Linked DNA regions of Mus musculus: regions 2 and 3 are each linked to region 1. Evidence: chromatin contacts called from public Hi-C data. All regions are on one chromosome and are shown on one strand. Each heading gives the region's core, a stretch centred on a gene start, on an enhancer-like site or on the middle of the called end of the contact. The rest is flanking DNA. Distances are from core to core; before and after follow the strand shown. Region 1 overlaps Efemp1 (epidermal growth factor-containing fibulin-like extracellular matrix protein 1). Region 2 overlaps Gm34185 (a long non-coding RNA gene). Region 3 has its middle 40 kb from the start of Gm34185.

Region 1 (4,282 bases), core at 834-3,333:
TGTCAGTGAGCAAGGGTCCATTGTCAATGAAAATCCACCGTCACTATTGAAGGATCAGCCCTGACACATGTGCATGTTCTTTTCCACATGGGAACAACATATCATAAAATTCTACAGAACACTTGATTTGGTTACCTTCTAAACCAAAAACTGAACCATCAAGAGGACAAAAAGCTGATTTTAATGATTTTTTTATATATCATTTAAGGCACACCAAATTGTTGCCTATGTTTTGCCAGAATTGATAAGAATCTAGAACTATAAATCTACTCTGGCCTTGATGATGACAGTTCTCCTTTGTCAGTAAATATCTCTTTCTCCACTAGAACTGCTTAGCTTGGGTAAATTCTTACTGAGATTTTCAGAAGAGTAAAAAGCTAACTGGAACTGGGCCTTTTGCCCAGATAAATCTGATCTCAACTCTATAAACGAAGCAAAGGGAAACAGAAAATCTTTGACAAAAATTGTTGATAACTGACTAAAAACTGGGAAGAGAAACAGAAAACACAGAGAGCTAGGAATCTAACTCTAAATAAAAGAAACACGGGGACCAACATAGGTATGACACAATTAACAATACTCTCTAATCCTGAGAAAAAATTTAAATACACAGGACAGCAGCACATCCTTTGCTATCCCACAGCTCATAGTAGAGAAGTCTCCAGCAAACTACACTACAAGGAACAAAGGGAAACTTTGAGTGGAGCTGAACCTCAGTGTTGGAACCAACACTCAGTTTTTAGTAACACCAGGAAGCTGATTCTATATCTAAATGCCATGCTCCATTCTCTCCTGTTAACTGCATATCATAGAACATCTGTTTCATGCGGCTCCTTGGAGTAAGAGCATTAGAAATCCAACTTCTTTAATAACATCTTTCCATAATATCTTTCTGGAGTTACAGAGACAAAGTTTGGAGCTAAGACAAAAGGATGGACTATCCAGAGACTACCCCACCCGGAGATCCATCCCATAATCAGCCACCAAACCCAGACACTATTGCATATGCCAGAAAGATTTTGCTGAAGGGACCCTGTTATAGCTGTCTCATATGAGGCTATGCCAGTGCCTGGCAAACACAGAAGTGGATGCTCACAGTCATCTATAAGATGAAACACAGGGCCCCCAATGGAGAAGCTAGAGAAAGCATCCAAGGAGCTGAAGGGGTCTGCAACCCTATAGGTGGAACAACAATATGAACTAACCAGAACCCCCAGAGCTCCTATCTCTAGCTGCATATGTAGCAGAAGATGGCCTAGTCGGCCATCACTGGGAAGAGAGGCCCCTTGGTCTTGCAAACTTTATATGCCCCAGTACAGGGGAATGCCAGGGCCAAGAAGCAGGAGTGGGTGGGTAGGAAAGCAGGGCGGGAGCAGGGGGAGGGTATAGGGAACTTTCAGGATAGCATTTGAAATGTATATAAAAAATATCTAATTTTTTTTAAAAGAACCATTATTAAAAGTAGGTTTTGAAAAAAATATCTTTCCATATAGCAAAGTGTGTATCTACTTGATGCCAATTTGTTTTAGAATTTTAAGAAATGTCTACAAAAAGCTGTATTACTACTTTCTTCTAGATAGATTTCAATCATCAACTTTAACGGCTTACCAAGACTGTAATTACAAGTAGGCACTACTAAGTAAAGCAGATATGGAACACAATGTCCTTAGGTATTGTTGTGACTTTCTTATCTTCTAGGATAATTTTGAATATAAAACCAATTCTCCAAATCCTTAAAGCCCTCATCCACTCAACTCCTCTTACTGAAAACGTTTACTGATGCCAGAGCTTGACCCCCTTTCTCCTTTGTTTGTTTACTGATGGTCTACAGTGACTTCTTCAAAAGTAGTTGGGAATCATTTCTTAAACTAATGCAGCACAAAACCAGTGAACTGAAGTGTCACTACTGAGCACTCAAACCGCAGGTTACCCTTGCCCATAAAACACAATGAAGTGACTCCATGTCGTGGTAAGTTATCAAATTATGGAAAGAACATTGCAGAGATTAAAACGTTGCATAAGAGAGGGAGCAGGGTGAGTCAGGGATTTGGAAACTATGAGTCAGAATACAGGAAAGGAGCCAAACTCAGAGAACAAAGGCCTAAGAAGGAGCCTAAGGGACACCAATGAATGGACACTATTCCTATATTAGCTGTGCAACAATGTCAGATTTGTGGTGCCACTGACTAGGGGCCAGCCTGTTAGAGAGCTCACCAAAGATTATTATGTTGGATTATTTAAAGCACCAAGAAGATGGAGACCTACCATTTTATAAACCACAAAAACGGAAATGTAGATGTGTGTGTGTGTGTGTGTGTGTGTGTGTGAAAATTACTAAATAATGCCCTTAGCTAATCTCCATATATCAGAATGATTAAAAGTATTGTAGGATTTTAGGAATCACATTCCGTTATTTGCCTCCCTCCCCCTCCCCCCCCCCAACCTTGGTAATGTTAACATTAGTCCATGGCTGCTTCTTTAAGAGTTATGTGCTATGGTGTTCAATACAAACCCTCAAAAATCTCACATTAAAGTCTCTGAATTTGTCTAATGACTTGAGCAAACATTTTATGAGCACAGTTTGCCAGACGCAGCACCAGGTTTCTCACATACATCTCCTACAATCATGCTGACTTCAGAACGCTGCCATTCTCTGCAGTTCCTGGGTCTCTTTCTGTGGGGCCTGTCTTCTAAGAGACAGCTTCCTCCCCATACCAGCTCATCACCTTTGAATTGCCCTTCAGAACCTGCCTCCTCAGCAAAGCTTCTGCTCACTCTCAGTGATACACTCAGTCCATGAGACTCCTGTGGCTCAGTTAACTGCTCTACCTTGCTCCCAGTCAGAGGCAAATGCTGCTCACTCTGAATGATGCAGTCTTTTTTTTTTTAATTTTATTTTATTTTAAACTCCAAATTTTATTCCCCTCCTGGTCCACCCTCTAACTGTTCAAAATCCCATACCTCCTCTCTGCACCCCTGTCTCCACGAGGATGTTCCCACCCCCACCCCCACCTCACCAGACCTATAAACTCCCTGGGGCCTCCAATCTCTTGAGGGTTAGGTGCATCTTCTCTGACTAAACATAGACCTGGCAGTCCTCTGCTATATATGTGTTGGGTGGCCTCATATCAGCTGGTGTATGCTGCCTGGTTGGTGTTCCAGTATCAGAGATCTCAAGGGTCCAGGTTAATTGATATTGCTGTTCCTCCTACAGGGTCACCCTCCTCCTCAGCTTCTTTCAGTCTTTCCCTAATTCAACCACAGGGATCAGCAGTTTCTGTCCATTGGTTGTATGCAAATATCTGCATCTGACTCTTTTAGCTGCTTGTTGGGTCTTTTGGAAGGCAGTCATGCTAGGTCCTGTTTTGTGAGTGCTCCAGAGCCTCTGTAATAGTGTCAGGCCTTGGGGCCTCCCCTTGTGCTGGATCCCAGTCTTAGTGACTCTTCTTCATGCAAGAGTCCTACGTTGTTGCCAGTCAAAGGCAAATTGTTGATTCTGCTGTGCTCCTTGGCTCTTACCTGTTATTCTGTCTTATGAATTTTATTTCCATAACCTAAAACACTAGGTCTTACTTTCTGTGAACTCTGAACACCAATTCCCAGGAAACAGTAATGATTCATTCATCCATTAATTGGGTAAACATTTACTGAAAATCCATCACTTTTCATGCATTGTAGTCAGCAGGAAAAAATGAGCTTAACTGTCAAGGACAAATGATCGATAATTAAAAACAAAAACAGAAAACCCTTTCCCCAGAGTACTTGCTCCTAGATTCTCAGGAAAACATGGCTGACCTGAGTCATTTTCCTGTCAAATAAAGCAGGGCATTGCCCATGCAGATGTAAGAAGTTAATTTTGCCTACAAACAACAGAGTCAAAAGCAATGACTGTGCTGCAGTGGCTTAGTGAGCAACGGCTCATACTGCACCTTCTGATAATAAAGAAATACAGGCAAGTAAAAAAGGAGCACAAGAGAGTTTAGAAACATGGTTTAACATGACTGTGTGGGTGTGTAAACAAGCAATAATGGGTCTTCAAAATAATAGCATTATGGCATTTAAATAGATAGTTTAAGTAAAAACAGTCCACAGACATTCAGCCTGTTGATATTCTTCAGCATTAAATAACTTGCTAACTGTGGGGGCTCAGGAGAATGAATATTCTACACTGTAATCAGAGCGGCTATAAACACAAAAGTAGATGAAGCTGCTTTTAGCATTTATAAGTCCTGGTGAATGGAAAGTGTCATTTGTCAGTTAACTTGTGATCAAAGTGAGTCCC
Region 2 (4,597 bases), core at 512-3,011, 73 kb before region 1:
AGATTTAATTGAAAAGTATGCCAAACACTAAAAATACAACATTGTATTTTAAAACTACACATGTTTCAGTGAAAAATGAAAGGGCTTTCTACCCCATTAGTCATGCAGACAGTATAAATCAAGGCACCGTGTGACAGCATTTTTTACTGTAACTTAAATATGCACTATATATACATATATATATTTTTAAGTCTAGATTTGCATATGAGAGAAAGCATGTACTATCTGCCTTTCTGAGTCAAGCATATTTGGCTGAATATAGTGATTTGTAGCCACTTTATTTCTATCCACTTTTATCCATTTTCCTGAAAATGTTAATTTTTCCTTTTCTTTTTCTTTACTTCTCTATAAAATTCCTCTGAGCATATGTACCACAACATTTTAATTTTTAAGCCCTTTCTATTTCTTGGCAATTGTGAACAGTGCAATCATAAACATAGATGTGCCTCATCTACATGGTATTTTGAATTTTCTGAGTATATACCCAAGGGTGATATATCCAAGAATTATTTATTAGTGCAATTTTTCTTTTGAACACTTTGGTAACAGATATCAGAAGCACTAATCAGTACTAGTAAACTAAAACTTATGTTACTAGAAATTTCCTCTAATTTTTCGTGTATGAAATAACTGAATTAAAATTTGTTTGTAAGGAATGGTCAGATGTCTGAATGGTTAAAACAACAGCTGCTCTTCCAGAGAACCTGATTTGTATTGTAAGCATACAGACAGCATCACACCACTGTCTGTAACTCCATTTCTGATGCCCTCTCTGGCCTCCATGGACTCAGTATGCACATGGTATACAGACATACATGCAGACAAAACATCCATACACATAAAAATAAAAAAATAATTGTATTTAAGAAACTTTCTTTAGTAATACAAAGTGTTAAATCATTTAAATGGCAAATAATTCAGGACTGGAAAAATAAATTATTGAAATATATATTATCATATATATTTACATATGAAATTATACAAATTTAATCATGTAAAGAAAACACATTGATAATAATGTTAAAATGTAAAGAAAATCAATTGGAATGCAAGTAGACATAGCATGAGTATAACTAGAATGATAATAAGGAACACACAATGAAATGGTGATACTAGTTACCTCTAGATAGTTACATTTGAAACTATTTCATCATTTGGCTTGCCATCATTTTCTATTCAAATTATACATAATAATTTTAAAAGAAAATATTTAAATATAGTACTTAGAAAACTAACACTATATAAAAACCAAATCATATACCTTTTGGAAAGCTTATTCTTTACTTTTGTGGCAAACCTGGCAATTTCTAATGGGATGTCGTGAAGTCTCAAGAATTGTGAAATGTGGTGTCTAACTCAAAAGCTTTAAGCAATAGCAGATAGGGAAGGTTACCAGTGAAACGGTTTAAACATGCCTTATTGAAAAAAAAAAAAAGCCTTATTGAAATATGGCCACAGATTTAATATAAAAGATTCACAAAGCAATAAAAAAAAAAACCCAGAAACTTACTATCAGGAGAAAATAAGAAAAGTTGATAAATTAAGAAAAGGTTATTAAGAATTCATTAACAACATCATTAAATGTGAGCATCCTGCCTTGATGAGGAGATTTAAAACTATAAATTGTTTATACATTGTGCTTTCACTATGGGCATTTGAACTCTCCCCTGACAATACAGTTAATAAGGAGACGAGAGGAGCCTAAGATGCCAGAGCAATTAGTAACAGAACCCAGGGGCTTTCATCACTCTCTCATTGTTTGGAACCTAGCCTAGATCAACAGTGACTAAGAATCATAACTTCCACTTCATTCTAAGCAGTTGCCTGACCCTTTTGCCTGAAGAAAAGTATTCAATCTAAAGAGCTGCCTGCTAAGGTGGCACGGCGAAGAGAGCCCTCAGTGCTACAGAAAGAAAGCCCAACCCTGACTTTCCTCATGCTCTAAGCAAAAGTGCATATATGAAGAGAAGAAACAAAGAACTGAGAATTGTAGAAAGACAGGAGACTTCCAGTACACATCCTGTCATTGAGCTTCAAGCTTTCACACAAGTGCAGATATGCTTTTATTAAGAGTGGTAAACCATGCTATAGTTACAAAGAAAATTAGTTGAACCTCAAGAGCCATTTTGAATTCAGTGCCCTAGTGAGAAAAATCCAAGCATTGTATTCTCCCTAAAGAACAGCCTAAGAGTGGCTCGAAGTCAGCAGCTTCTTTCTCATAACATCTTACATGTTCACAGTGAAATATTTTCCTGTTTGCTTAAAAGTTGTATTAGAAGATAATAAACAATTATGATCCAATTCGCTAACAAATATCCCCTAATGTTCCTGAATCACTCCTAGTCCTTCATGGTGACGACCCAATGAGCTGCATCTTGGCTTTCGTTCCATGACTAAATTTATGTGGCAAGACCTCTTCTTTCCTAGAGATACCACTTCAAATAGTGATTGAATAAATGCTAACTATACATGTCAAGGATCCAAAAATCTGACAAATTGAGAAGACCTCTTGTAGAAATTTAAATTCCAGTTGAAAGCAGGATCCCATAGTTCCCAAGGTCCATCACTAACTAGTATTTATTCATTACTAAATAAGACAAAATGAATAGTAGGAGGCCAGGGGGAAAGGGTGAGAGGTGACTGGGAGGATAAATCTGTCAACCATTTGGGTAAATGCTTTCAGCTAAGATTTGACAAATTTGTAGCAGGAAGCCCTTGCGCATGTGATTTACGACATGCAGAAGTCTGGGGAAGCCTCATCCTGGTAACACAGAGTGACAAGGGCCCAGGATGATCCCCTTGCTTCAAACATTGTCTCCCTGAACTCATCAGAAACATTGTATGACCAGAAAAGAATCAGAGAAAAGACAAAAACCAATGGATACTTTAAAGAAAGATGTTCCCAAAATGAACCCAATTCTGCCTGACTCCAGGTGCTGGCTCTCTGGTTTTTTGGGTTTTTTTTTTCCCCTCAGTCAGAGCTCAGACTTGAAATATGAAAATAAACTAAGTTTGGAGTACCAGGTGCTCTTTAAAAATAAAATATTGCAGGAGGGACCTGAGGGGATTGTTAATAGTCTGGAAAAGGCCTATAATAAACAACTAAGCTCTCTCCAGGCTTCTAAAAAGAATCACCACACAAGGATTCAATTAAAAATATTGTAGGTTCTACAGCATAACATAGTTACTTGGAGTAGCATAAATGCTTTGACTGTTGAGAAGTTAGAAAATGAATTATTCAGCTACTAGTGAAATAAAGTTCTCTACTTGGGCTATGTAAGCCACAAGCCCTACCCACACAGAGGAGTTAAGTGACCAAGCACATCTTAGATGTGTGTATGGCCTCGAGTTTCTGGATCATATTAAATAAAAACTGTTCAAGGGGTCTAAGGAATATTTTGAGTTTCTTTTTTCCCCCCTGTGGCCACAGTTAATTTAAATCCATCCCTTTCTTCTTATTTTGTCAGAAAAACAAAAAACAAAAACAAAAAACAAAAAACTTTTAAGTTTGACTCTTCCCTTTCAAAAAGACACTTTCTTGCCAACTCACAAGATTCTTACTTCTGACAAACTGGGTTTTTGAGTGGCTTGTTAGTCTTTTAGTGAAAAACTATAAAATGGTAGAGACTGAAAATAACATATCTAAAATAAAGAAAGAAGTCATTCTCAACACATGCCAGTATTTCCTTCAAAAAACAAAAACAAATCAAACAAAAACTCTTAGGCATGGCTTCCTCTTCCCCACAGCAGTGGATAAGCCTTGGCCTGTGAGGCCCAAGACCTGACCCATTTCACTATGTGCTTATTTTCCTGTGCAGAGTTCAACTGGTTCAGGTACACAACAGACCCTATCTTAACTGTTACTGGTCATCTGGACAACACACAGCAAAGTTAAAACCCTCCCTGAATCTGTTGGCTCAGGTTCATCCCAGTTCAGAAAGTCCAGGCTTCCTATTCAGTGCTATGGACATACACAGCACTGGGTCCTACCACAGAGCATGGCTCTGATGAACCACAGCTGAGAGTTCATCTGGAAGGACGTGGGCTCTTACCAAGGAAAAGCCACAACTATGGCAAAGCAACGTGTTTGTAGGGATGTCTTGTTTTCTGGTTTCTAAAAGTATTCTCTGGCTGATTGACACCTGTTGAAAACTTAAGGATGATTCTTTCTTCTGTAGTTTACTTCTGCTTTCTTACAGTTCCAAAGCATATGTTTTAAATAATCACACTATTATTCTGTAGGGGTTATTTGCTATAGAGAAATTACAGGTAACCTCAGATTTTGTGGGTTTGAAATTTAAAAAAAAAACACTTTAAAAAATGAATATGGATTTTTTAAAAGGCAAAATTAAGTAGATGCTTTTAGAAATTCAAAATACAAAATGAGGTAAGCGTCTACAAGTTCCTGAAGTTTAATTAACTTCATAATCACCTCTGAGAGGGTGCTCCCCTCCCCACTCCCCCTTCCCTGGGGCCTCGAGTCTCTACAGGATTAGGTGCATCCTTTCCTACTGAGGGCAGACAAAGCAGTCCTCTGCTACATATGTGGGGGTGGGGGGCAGCTGGGTGGAGCGTTGAACCAGCCCATGTATGCTCT
Region 3 (4,144 bases), core at 508-3,007, 94 kb before region 1:
ATTGCAGAGACAAAGTTCAGAGCTGAGACAGAAGGAGGAACCATCCAGAGATTGCCCCACCTGGGGATCCATCCCATATACAACCACCAAACCCAGACACTATTGCATATGCCAGCAAGATTTTGCTGACACGACCCTGATATAGCTCTCTCTTGTGAGGCTGTGCCAGTGCCTAGCAAATACAGAAGTGGATGCTCACAGTCATCTATTGGATGGAACACAGGGCCCCCAATGAAGGAGCTAGAGAAAGTGCCCAAGGAGCTAAAGGGGTCTGCAACCCTATAGGAGGAACAACAATATGAATTAACCAGTAACCCCCAGAGCTGTGTCTCTAGTTGCATATGTAGCAGAGGATGGCCTAGTTGGCCATCAATGGAAGGAAAGGCCCTTGGTCTTGCGAAGATCATACGCCCCAGTACAGGGGAATTCCAGGGCCAGGAAGTAGAAGTGGGTGGGTTGGAGAGCAGGGCAAGGGGAGTGTTTAGGGGCTTTGGGGGTAGCATTTGAAATGTAAATGAAGAAAATATCTAATAAAAATGAAAATGGCTAATTTATCTTAAATTTTCAGAAACTCATTACAATACATAGTAATCTTCTGGGTTAATATCAAAGTATATTAAAGCATTCTTGGGTTCGTGGTCATCGCTTAGAACATCTTCTGGAATGCCCAGTCACAGCTGGGCCCTATTTCCCAGGTCATCAAAGATGAGCCATGTTATTAGCAAAGGTGTTTCTCCTGAGTTGGCATACTATTACACTGGCAAAGGAGTAAATTACTGCAAATGTCATTGACCTGGAAGTAAGAGCCCATAGTTCTACTTTTGCCTTTGCCACCGGCCACCCAGGAGTTTGATTATCCATTTAAATTCTTAATGTTTCAATGTACTATTCCAAAGAACAAAAACAAAAAACAAACAACAGAAAGAAAACTGTAGAAGATTAACCTTGCCAATGCAAAAGACTTTTGGAGTCTCACTAAATACAGAAGTGTTTAGAAAGTTCAAAGCATTTTTCAAAGGAGGTATTTCAAAAAATCAATGCTTCCGGTTCTCTGTTAAATACACCTTTACTTTTTATGATGACCACAGACCTTTCTTTTCTTTAAGTCAGTGTCTCACTATGAACCTCTAGTTGTAACTTACTATCTAGGCTACAATAGTCTCCTAGAGCCATCCACCTGCCTCCATCTTCTAAATGGTTATCTATTTTTGATGGCTTAATGGACAGTCCTAGGCTTGATACATTTCTGTTAATCAAGAGATCTACCCCTCTTGAGTCAAGGTAACCCAACCCCCAGACTTTCCCTTTGCCCACGGCTTATTTGATTGACATTGAAAGTTTGTATTGGTCCCATCTCTCTAAGCAAACCTTATCTGGAAACCAACATTACATAAGAAGGAGGGATGTGCATCAAGCCAAAGTACCCAGCAGCCTTGCAAGTGTGTTTAGCTCTGGTAAATGAGTTTCTGCGGCTCATACTTGATAGACAGATATATTCTTTACTCTACATGATAGGATCACAAATCTCCCCCCTGCAAGCATTTCACAGTAGGTACTTAAAGAATGAACATTAAGGGGCTTTCTGCCACTGTCTCCCTTCTACACTCAGATACATCCTTCACACACTCACTTCTCACCTCCTGATGACTTTCTCATGTACTCATTCATTCAGATTATCAAGCCTGTCTGACTGAACTTCCTTGATACACCCAAGGGATACTGCACCCTTACTGTAGTCTGCCCTCTTGTGGTACATCTACAGAGATTCTGTACCTTGAGGGACTGACCGCCTTGTTTTGTTCTATTTCACCTCATGGCTTGTACAGATCACAAGACCTTCACTGTGGCTAACCCAAAACATGTAAAGTCATGCCTAAATTGACAAAGCCCCGAGCATGCACAGACAATATAAGCAGTCTTTAACTTCAAAAATAAATGGCATGCTTCAATTTTTTCTTTGAAGCATGCATTCTCTAGCACTTAGTATACATTTCTCTATGGGAATAGCACACCCATTACAAAAGTTATTCCTTCAGAAATATGTGAAGAGCATCTTCCAATTTTGTGCTGTCAGGTAGCTCAGTAGAAACAGAGGTGAGACAGTCAACCTCTTTCCTCCTGCACAACATAGGGGATAGTGGTGGAAGCAAATAGTACTGGAGCAGTGTCGTGCGTGAGTGTGTGTGTGTGAGAGAGAGAGAGAGAGAGAGAGAGAGAGAGAGACAGAGACAGAGACAGAGACAGAGACAGAGAGACAGAGAGAGAGACAGAGAGACAGAGAGACAGAGAGACAGAGAGAGACAGAGACAGAGGGGGCGGCAATCAGACCAGACCATACAGAGCACACTGACAGCAAAGAAGCCGGGGGTGGGCCTTCTGCCTAGGTGAAACCAAGAGCTTCCACAAAGAAATAATCAATCCTGCTGAGGCTGAAGAATGAGGAAGCAGACTGCAGGCAGCAGGCAGATGAGGGGGAGAAGGGTGTTCCTGGTATGTGGTTGTCAGATTGCCAAGCCAACACCCAAGCACCAATTTAACCCCTGTTTAGCTCTGCAAGTGGAGAGCACTATATCCAAAGCAGAAATAGAATAGAATTTTGTTAGCCAGCTGAAGCAAGCTGGTGCTGGGGCATCAGTCTAAGACCCTCAGAAAGGCATACATGGTCCTGGGCTGATTCATCAACCACCCACCATTATCTACCACAACTATCCTAAGGCAAAGAAGGAAAGCCATACCTTTTTTGGGACTGGGTGGGCTGTTCTTGTGCTTTCATTTTCTTGTAAAGTTTCAATGTGAATTTGAGGTCACGAGTCAGGCTTATTAGACACTGTACCTACAAGACAGGTCCACACCCTGAGGAGCTTAAAAGTGAGCTATGTAGGCAAGGATTATGCATATAAAATAACTAAGAGCATAAAAACATAGCTGCCAAAACAATGACACATGCTGTAAGCACTATACCCCAAGCCTTCATTACTTTCTCTTGAACATGCTCAGTTTAGTTCAACAAGTGTTTTACATTAAATGACCACTGCAGGTCTGTTGACAAGTTAAGATAGAATTCAGCAATGCAAAAGACAGTGTCCACAAAATTTTGCAAATGTAAATAAGTGTTCCTCCCAGAGATGTCAGATTAAGTCAACTCTGGAAAGACTCTAGGGAGTCTAATTAATAGGAATTCTTTTTTACTCAATATGGGGAAATACATCAACACTGAATAGGTCTGAGAAAGAATTTCCTACCAATCAGAGCTGTCCCAGCTACAAGGAACCTCCTTGGGAGATAGAAAGTTTCCAGTCAAGCTAGAAAATTATTTGGCAGTAATCTTATAGGGGTGATGCAAAAATCAATGACCAGTGGGCTCCCCACCTGTGATTGCAAGAACCTCTGAAGCCCTCTGGCCATAGCCTAATCAACATATCTGGGTAAGCACCCTATAGCAGCAGCAATGGTTATGGTCATTAATTAGAATTACCAGAGACCAAAGTAAATGGTGTCAAGAAACTAGAGGTTGGTAAAATATGACTTCCACCAAGAGCCTGAACAGACAGAATGAAGTTAGAATTTCTACAGTGTCTCAGAATGTAGGAACTCAGTATTCAAAGGGGTTTGTGGTCATTAGACAAAGACCTAGCAAAACCTGACACTTGTTGAAGAAGAGATCAGAATTCTAGAGGACATTGTAAAGCTCTAAGACCTCTGGAAAGCACAATTCAAGGGCCATTATGGCTGATAGATGACTCTAAAAAGCTTACAGGCAAAGATGTTGCCAAAGATTTGCTCAAGAAGACTTCCTCCAAAAGCCAACTAGTGGTATATGGATGAGCCAGTCACATAGGCCTTCTGAGTATGATACACAGCCTCAAAGATGGACTGGAAAAGAGGAATACTGTCTGAGGGCCCATCTCAAGAAAGAAGTTGTTTGAAAACCTGGCATGGCTCAGGATATCAAAACAAATGGCAATGGATATAATTCAATGATGCTGAAACAAAGTCAGTGCACTAGTATCTGTTTTAACTCTTGAAGTAAGAAAATAAGTCATGTTTAAATCTCTACCCAACCAATTCTGAGATCAGACTTTGAATTCATTCATTCATTTATTTATTTATTTATTTATTTGTTTATTTGTTTATTTATTATTAG

Evidence for each region. A called contact is a pair of places that touch in the nucleus more often than the background predicts.
Region 2: a contact with region 1 is called in a Hi-C map of pancreatic cancer cells, with 1.8 times the contacts expected there. The contact joins two enhancer-like sites. A contact is called at or near these places in 1 of 15 datasets of contacts at CTCF or cohesin (the NIH/3T3 cell line), 3 of 484 Hi-C or Micro-C datasets (the 3T3-L1 cell line, embryonic fibroblasts and pancreatic cancer cells), 3 of 115 datasets of contacts at active chromatin or transcription factors (embryonic stem cells, fibro-adipogenic progenitors and vascular smooth muscle cells) and 2 of 9 other capture datasets (adipose tissue and pancreatic islet).
Region 3: a contact with region 1 is called in a Hi-C map of uterus, with 2.1 times the contacts expected there. The contact joins two enhancer-like sites. A contact is called at or near these places in 1 of 15 datasets of contacts at CTCF or cohesin (the NIH/3T3 cell line), 6 of 484 Hi-C or Micro-C datasets (adipose-derived mesenchymal stem cells, pancreatic cancer cells and uterus), 2 of 115 datasets of contacts at active chromatin or transcription factors (fibro-adipogenic progenitors and vascular smooth muscle cells) and 2 of 9 other capture datasets (liver and pancreatic islet).

What each region holds. Positions count from the first base shown.
Region 1 is chr11:28,904,423-28,908,704 of GRCm38.p6, forward strand. All of the region lies in intron 4 of Efemp1 (epidermal growth factor-containing fibulin-like extracellular matrix protein 1), which reads left to right. Among named protein-coding and RNA genes, the nearest start is that of Efemp1, 53 kb to the left of the region's middle. Within about 2 kb of position 2,084, at least 83 of the 459 cell types and tissues checked have an H3K27ac peak or open chromatin away from gene starts, as enhancers often do. A contact at or near this core is called in the NIH/3T3 cell line, adipose tissue, pancreatic cancer cells and 1 more, where this site is marked.
Region 2 is chr11:28,832,205-28,836,801 of GRCm38.p6, forward strand. The region is part of intron 2 of Gm34185 (a long non-coding RNA gene); the gene reads right to left. Among named protein-coding and RNA genes, the nearest start is that of Gm34185, 18 kb to the right of the region's middle. Within about 2 kb of position 1,762, at least 57 of the 459 cell types and tissues checked have an H3K27ac peak or open chromatin away from gene starts, as enhancers often do. A contact at or near this core is called in the NIH/3T3 cell line, adipose tissue and pancreatic cancer cells, where this site is marked.
Region 3 is chr11:28,810,319-28,814,462 of GRCm38.p6, forward strand. No RefSeq gene overlaps it. Among named protein-coding and RNA genes, the nearest start is that of Gm34185, 40 kb to the right of the region's middle. Within about 2 kb of position 1,758, at least 40 of the 459 cell types and tissues checked have an H3K27ac peak or open chromatin away from gene starts, as enhancers often do. A contact at or near this core is called in the NIH/3T3 cell line, pancreatic cancer cells and uterus, where this site is marked.